Linked DNA regions of Mus musculus: region 2 is linked to region 1. The links are chromatin contacts, called in public promoter capture Hi-C maps. All regions are on one chromosome and are shown on one strand. Each heading gives the region's core, a stretch centred on a gene start, on an enhancer-like site or on the middle of the called end of the contact. The rest is flanking DNA. Distances are from core to core; before and after follow the strand shown. Region 1 has its middle 5.3 kb from the start of 0610040B10Rik. Region 2 holds the start of Ankrd61 (ankyrin repeat domain 61).

What was found. Promoter capture Hi-C pulls out the DNA fragments that hold promoters and counts their contacts.
Region 2: a contact with region 1 is called in a promoter capture Hi-C map of the HPC-7 cell line, with 5 times the contacts expected there. The contact joins the promoter of Ankrd61 here to the enhancer-like site in region 1. A contact is called at or near these places in 12 of 39 promoter capture datasets (the 3T3-L1 cell line, the C10 cell line, the HPC-7 cell line and 8 more), 5 of 484 Hi-C or Micro-C datasets (CD4 T cells, LSK cells, double positive thymocytes and 2 more), 8 of 115 datasets of contacts at active chromatin or transcription factors (astrocytes, bone marrow-derived macrophages, embryonic forebrain and 4 more) and 2 of 9 other capture datasets (adipose tissue and liver).

What each region holds. Positions count from the first base shown.
Region 1 is chr5:143,333,178-143,336,076 of GRCm38.p6, reverse strand. No RefSeq gene overlaps it. Among named protein-coding and RNA genes, the nearest start is that of 0610040B10Rik, 5.3 kb to the right of the region's middle. Within about 2 kb of position 1,511, at least 32 of the 459 cell types and tissues checked have an H3K27ac peak or open chromatin away from gene starts, as enhancers often do. A contact at or near this core is called in the HPC-7 cell line, bone marrow-derived macrophages, pre-B cells and 2 more, where this site is marked.
Region 2 is chr5:143,893,627-143,896,525 of GRCm38.p6, reverse strand. It overlaps Ankrd61 (ankyrin repeat domain 61), which reads left to right and starts at 1,459. Exons shown (of 3, transcript NM_025732.4): 1 at 1,459-1,754; 2 at 2,893-2,899. The coding sequence starts at 1,542. The region is part of intron 11 of Eif2ak1 (eukaryotic translation initiation factor 2 alpha kinase 1); the gene reads right to left.

The DNA of each region.
Region 1 (2,899 bases), core at 262-2,761:
ACTTTCCCTGATTCTCACGTCTTTAGGTCTGCCCTTTCTTCTGTCTCGTCATGGAAATCTCTCTTCTTTTCTCCTGATTCCTTGCCCATGCACATCTCAAAGTCTCACTTCAGTCTATCTGCCCGGCCATTGGCCATTGGCCATTGGCTCTTTATTGATTGATCAAAAACCAGTTGGGAACAAGGACCTTCAGTGTTTGGACACTGAGAGTCCCCATTTTGGGAGCCAGATTAATTCAAAGTATTAGTACAAATCCCCAACAGAAAACCTCACTATAACTCTCTTCCTACATGACGCTACATTGTGTCAAGTTTATTATTAAACAACTAACCATCACTCTTACTCCAGAGCCTTCTTGCTTTGTTCTTCTGTTCTGACTGCATTTGTTAATGCCAAGGGTCCTGTTTATGACATTGGTGACCAACATTTGGTGAGTAAATTCTCTTATCCTTACTTTCGAGTTGGAAGAAACCAGAAGACAAAAGAGGTCAGGTAATCTATCTGGAGTCACACTGCATGCTCTATCGGAAGCCAGGAAACGATCCCTGAGCATGCGCATCAGTGCCTTTACAGCTACACTGCTTAAAGAAAATGTTTCTCCCTTAACAGGAACTGTTTCCTGCCTCTAGAGTGTCAGGCAAAGCTCCAGACTTGTGAGCCCCACCCATCTTTATTACAGAATGTCCACAGGCCCCGTTTGGTAAAGGTTAGCTTACTCACTGGGTAGACCAGGCTGGCCTTACACGCACAATCTTCCTGCCTCGGCCTCCCGAGTGCCGGGATGGTAGGCGTGTCCCACTCTGCCTGGCTCTGTGTACACACTCTTTATCCTTGCTTGAGTTCCCAGCCAATATTTCCATTCTGTGTTTCTTGCTGGAACTACCTTTTTGTCAGTCCGAAGCAGAGCTCTAAGGGGGGCAGGACACACTCAGGGTCAAAAGTGTTAGTCACTTCTCTCACTGCTGTTGAGAAATACCTGGCAGATGAGACTTAAGTAAGTGCTTGTTAGTTTTTGTTTTATGTCAGTGAGGACATGTGTAAATATGTGTGTGTGTGTGTGTTGTGAACCGAATGTTAGTGTCCAGTGTTTTCCCTAATTACTCTCTGTCTCACATATAGAATCTCTCAGTTGTAGCCAGAACCTGCTGAATCAGCATGCTGGGGATGTGGAGTGGGGGAGGAGCTGCCGTTTGTGCATTCATGTGTTTCCATGCCCACCTGGCATTATACGGGGATTCAAACTCCTGTCCTCGCGCTTATGCAGCAAGCTCTTTGCCCGTGGAGTCATCTCTCCAGCCCTTAGGGTTTATTTTTATAGGCGTTTGATTCAGGAAGTTATGGTGGTCGAGTTTGAGACGGTTGAACACATTGCATCTGTGGTCAGGACGGCCAGAGGCAAACACTGGTTTTCAGCTCACTTTCCAAAGACCCAGCCCCACAGCATCACCATGCCCATACTGAGCGGGTCTTCCTGCCTCTGTTAAACTGTGTAGTGTTGTCATGGATACCCAGAGGTGTGTCTCCCGGGTGATTCCAAATGCAAACAAGCTGACAATGAAAACTAGTATGTGTTCCACAGGGTTCGTGTTTTGATTACTTGGACCCAGCTGGGGACACTATTTCCATACCAAGTCCCTTCCTTGTCTCGTTTTCTGCTCCCGGTCAACCATTGCCAAGTAACACCCACCTTCTGCGAAACAATCCCACCACCATGGTGTTCTACCCAAGTGCATGGAGCCAAGCAGCTATGCACTGAACCCTCTGAAACCTCAAACACATCCTCCCTTGCTTACGTCGTCTCCAGCAAGTCACTGCTACACAAAAGTACTCAAAACAGAGAGCTATACAGCTTAGGAACAGTCCAAAATGAGTCCCAAAGTGGAGATTTGAGGTTCCTAAGCACAGCGAAGCCATCGCAGAAGCAAAGACAAGTGCAAATTCCAAAAAGTGAATTCGGCACCCACAGGCTGATACAAGCCAGTTCACAGGGATATGCTGTGGCGCCATCTACTGGCCAGAGTAATTTTTGTTCTGCCTCTGCCTACCTCTCTCTCTCTCTCTCTCTCTCTCTCTCTCTCTCTCTCTCTGCCACAGAATAACTTGTGGGAATCAATTCTTCCCTATGATTATGCAGGACCTGGAGATGAAATTTGGGTCGTCAGGGCAACCAGCACCCTAACCCTCTGAGCCACCTAGCAGGCCCTGTTTGAACATTTCCTTCAGTATAAATTTCCATCAGGTATAACTCCCTCCCTCCCCATTCATCCAGCCCGTTTTTATTGAGCATCTACTATGGGGTTCAGATTCTAAAATAGTTGCTACTGATATTACAACAAACTAAAACAAGGCAGGTTTCACCCACAAAGAAAAACACTTCTATTATATCCCTTCTTCCCCCAGTCTGTTTTACCTTGGAAAAATTTCCCATGACCAATACATGTCTCCCACATGAACAGCTATGCAATCTTTATGTCTCTGTGTATGTGCTTGTGAGCATGTGCGGAGGTCATTCCTTAGGAGACACCTACTTGCCTTTATAGCTTATTTATGTGTATGTGTGTTGCACACGCACGTGTGTAATGGGCCCCATGCACACATAGAGGTTGGAGGAGGAGGCCACTGTCATTCTCTACCACTTTCCAGCTATTCCTCGGGGGCAGTGTCTCCTGACAAACTCAGAGCTCTTGTTTCTTTCAGGTAGGCTGACAACCAGCAAGCTCCAGTGATCCTCCTGCCTCTGTCCACTCAAGGTTGGGGTTGAAAGTCTGTAGGGAGAACCGGAGAGATGGCTCAGCAGTTAAGAGCGCTGACTGCTCTTCCAGAGGTCATGAGTTCAATTCCCAGCAACCACATGGTGGCTCACAACTATCTGTAATGGGATCCAATGCCCTCTTTCTGG
Region 2 (2,899 bases), core at 210-2,709, 560 kb before region 1:
TACACTCACACACCAAAGTAAAAAGGTTGCTGAGTGCTGGCCGCTGAGGAACGTTTTGATGTAGCACGAACAAAGCACTGTGACCTCACTCCAACAAGGCATAAAGTAACACACACACACACACACACACACACACACACACACACACATATATATATATATATATATATATCTGCGATCCAGCACTAGAGAGGGGGTGGCAAGATCAGAGGTTCAAGGTCATCCTCAACTACATAGCAAGCTTGAAGCAAGCCAGAGCTGCAAGAGACTGTTTTGAATAATAGCAACAACATCACCATGTAACTGGGAGAAAAGATTTTACTAAAATTAAAGCTAACAGATTAAATGTAGTTCACTTTTATGTTAATATATGTCCTACTCTATTTTGGTCCTGCTAAGAGTTTGGTTTTTTAAAAATCGTATGTGCAGGGCTGAAGAGATGGCTTAGCAGTTAAGAGCACTGACTGCTCTTCCAGAGGTCCTGAGTTCAGTTCCCAGCAAGCACACAGTGGCTTACACCATCTATAATGGGATTCAATGCCCTCTTCTGGTGTGCATAAAGACAGCTACGGTGTACTCATCTACATAAAATAAATGAATAATTTTTTTCCATTTTATTTTTTTCCATTTCCAAATTTTTTATATTAGGTATTTTCTTCATTTACATTTCAAATACTATCCCAAAAGTCCCCCATACCACCCCCCACTCCCCTACCTACCCACTCCCACTTCTTGGCCCTGGCGTTTTCCTGTACTGAGGCATATAAAGTTTGCAAGACCAAGGGGTCTCTCTTCCCAATGATGGCCGACTAGGCCATCTTCTGCTACATATGCAGTTAAGAGTCACGAGCTCCGGGGTACTGGTTAGTTCATATTGTTGTTCCACCTATAGGGTTGCAGACCCCTTCAGCTCCTTGGGTACTTTCTCTAGCTCCTCCAAATTTTTTAAAAAACTGTGCATACATGGCATGGCATGGCATGGCATGGCGAGCGAGGTCAGAGGACAACCTTCAGGAGTCCCACTGTGTAGATCGTCAGGGTGGAGCTCAAGTGCTCATTCTTGGTGGCAGGCATCTTACCCTGGCCAGCTCACTTGGTCCTATTAGATTTAATTATAGTTGATATGTAAGGGAAAAGAGAAATGCTTTTAGCCATAAGGTGCCAGTTTGGTGTAAAAGCTGAGAAACGATGCTTGCAATTGGTACTATAAATGAGGGAACAAAATCTCGGGCTGGCTCCAGTATAACATGGATTCAGTGCACACGCCTTTAATCCCAGCACTTGGGAGGCAGAGGCTGGTGGGTCTCTACATTTGAGGCCAGCCTGATCTACACAGAGACTTCCAGAGAAAGCCTGTCTCAAAAAAAAAAAAAAAAAAAAACTGAAAAAAAAAATAAAAAGAACGAACAAAGGATTCTTTTGACAAACATAATTCTAGAACAGTTCTAGAACTGAGCCAAAGGAATCATCATGGTAAGAGAGACTAACCAATTCCATAGCAGCCTCCCTCACCTGTAAGCCCTTGCTCTAAAGCCGTTCTCATGGGAAACATAACCAAGAGAGGAAGCAGAGACCTGGTGGCTGACGGTGCCACGTTGGTGGAGGAGAGCCTGGCCACGACCCTGCACTCTAAACTGTATGAGGCCATCATCAAGGAAGACTGTAACACCATCAAGACACTTCTCAGAAACCACCCTGTCAACCAGCCCCTGACCATCCTGGCCAACTCCACCCGTTACAGACTACTGAGCCAGGTACTCCCTCCTCTCTGTCACAGTAAAGAAACAACAGAGCGGGAAGCGGTGGCACACCCTTTTAACCCCAGAACTTTGGAGGACTTCACAAAACATAGGGCTCCGCAGACCATCCCCCAGGTCCAGTACACATACCCTAGCCTGCAACTCCTCCATCCTGCGCCACACACAGATGGATGGATGGAACACAGCTTGTGTGGCTGGAAGAAGGGTACCCTCCTCCTCTCAGAACACACCCACAGCGACGATGTCATGTAAGGTGAATTATTTTTCACTTCCTATACACACCTTCCTAGATTTTCTGTTTGTTTGAGGCTGGGCTTACTCTATAGTCCAGGCTGGCCTAGAACTCACCATGTTACCCAAGCTTGCCTAAAGCAAGCAACAATCCTCCTGTCTCCACCTCCCAAGTGCTGGAATTATAGGTATGAGCCCCCAAAGCTGGTTGATCATTGCTTTTGTAATTAACTTTTTTTCTTTTCCAAAAAAGGAAAGTGGCCCCCGTCTTTGTCTCACTCGTCTGTCATCTTGCAGACATGGTGTGTTTTAGGACCCAGCATCCTCAGCTCTACCAATCACAGTAAGGACATGGACCACAGCACCTATGAAACCTTAGAAACCCACATTTTATAGCTCATGATGGCTTGGCAAGACCTAAACAAAATGTAACAAGTACTTGCTATTCAACTTGTGGGTTAATTTAAGGACTAAATGATTTCAGAGCAATTTGCTCCTGATTTTATAGCCAGAGACGGCCTCGTACTCCTGACTCTCCTGCACCTCCACCCCCCAGGGGCTAGGATTATTTACAGGTGAGCACTAACATGCTCAGCTCTAAAACACAAAGTGGGTCATTTAAATTCACCAGTTATGGTAATTTAAACTCAAGGAGAAAAGCTTCAGCCAGGAATGATAGCACATGCCTTAGGAGGCAGGGGCAGCTGGATCTGTCTGTGAATTCCAGGCTCCATCTACACAGGGAAACTCTCGCCAAGAAACAAAACAAAAACAAACAAACAAATAAATACAACATCTCAATGCATGAACTGAAGCCAAGCCAATGCTAACATCCTTAGACTGTGGACCAGTGAGCTGTGCCAAGTAACCATGTTTGTAATGCACTGTGGTTTCCCTGCAGCAGACAC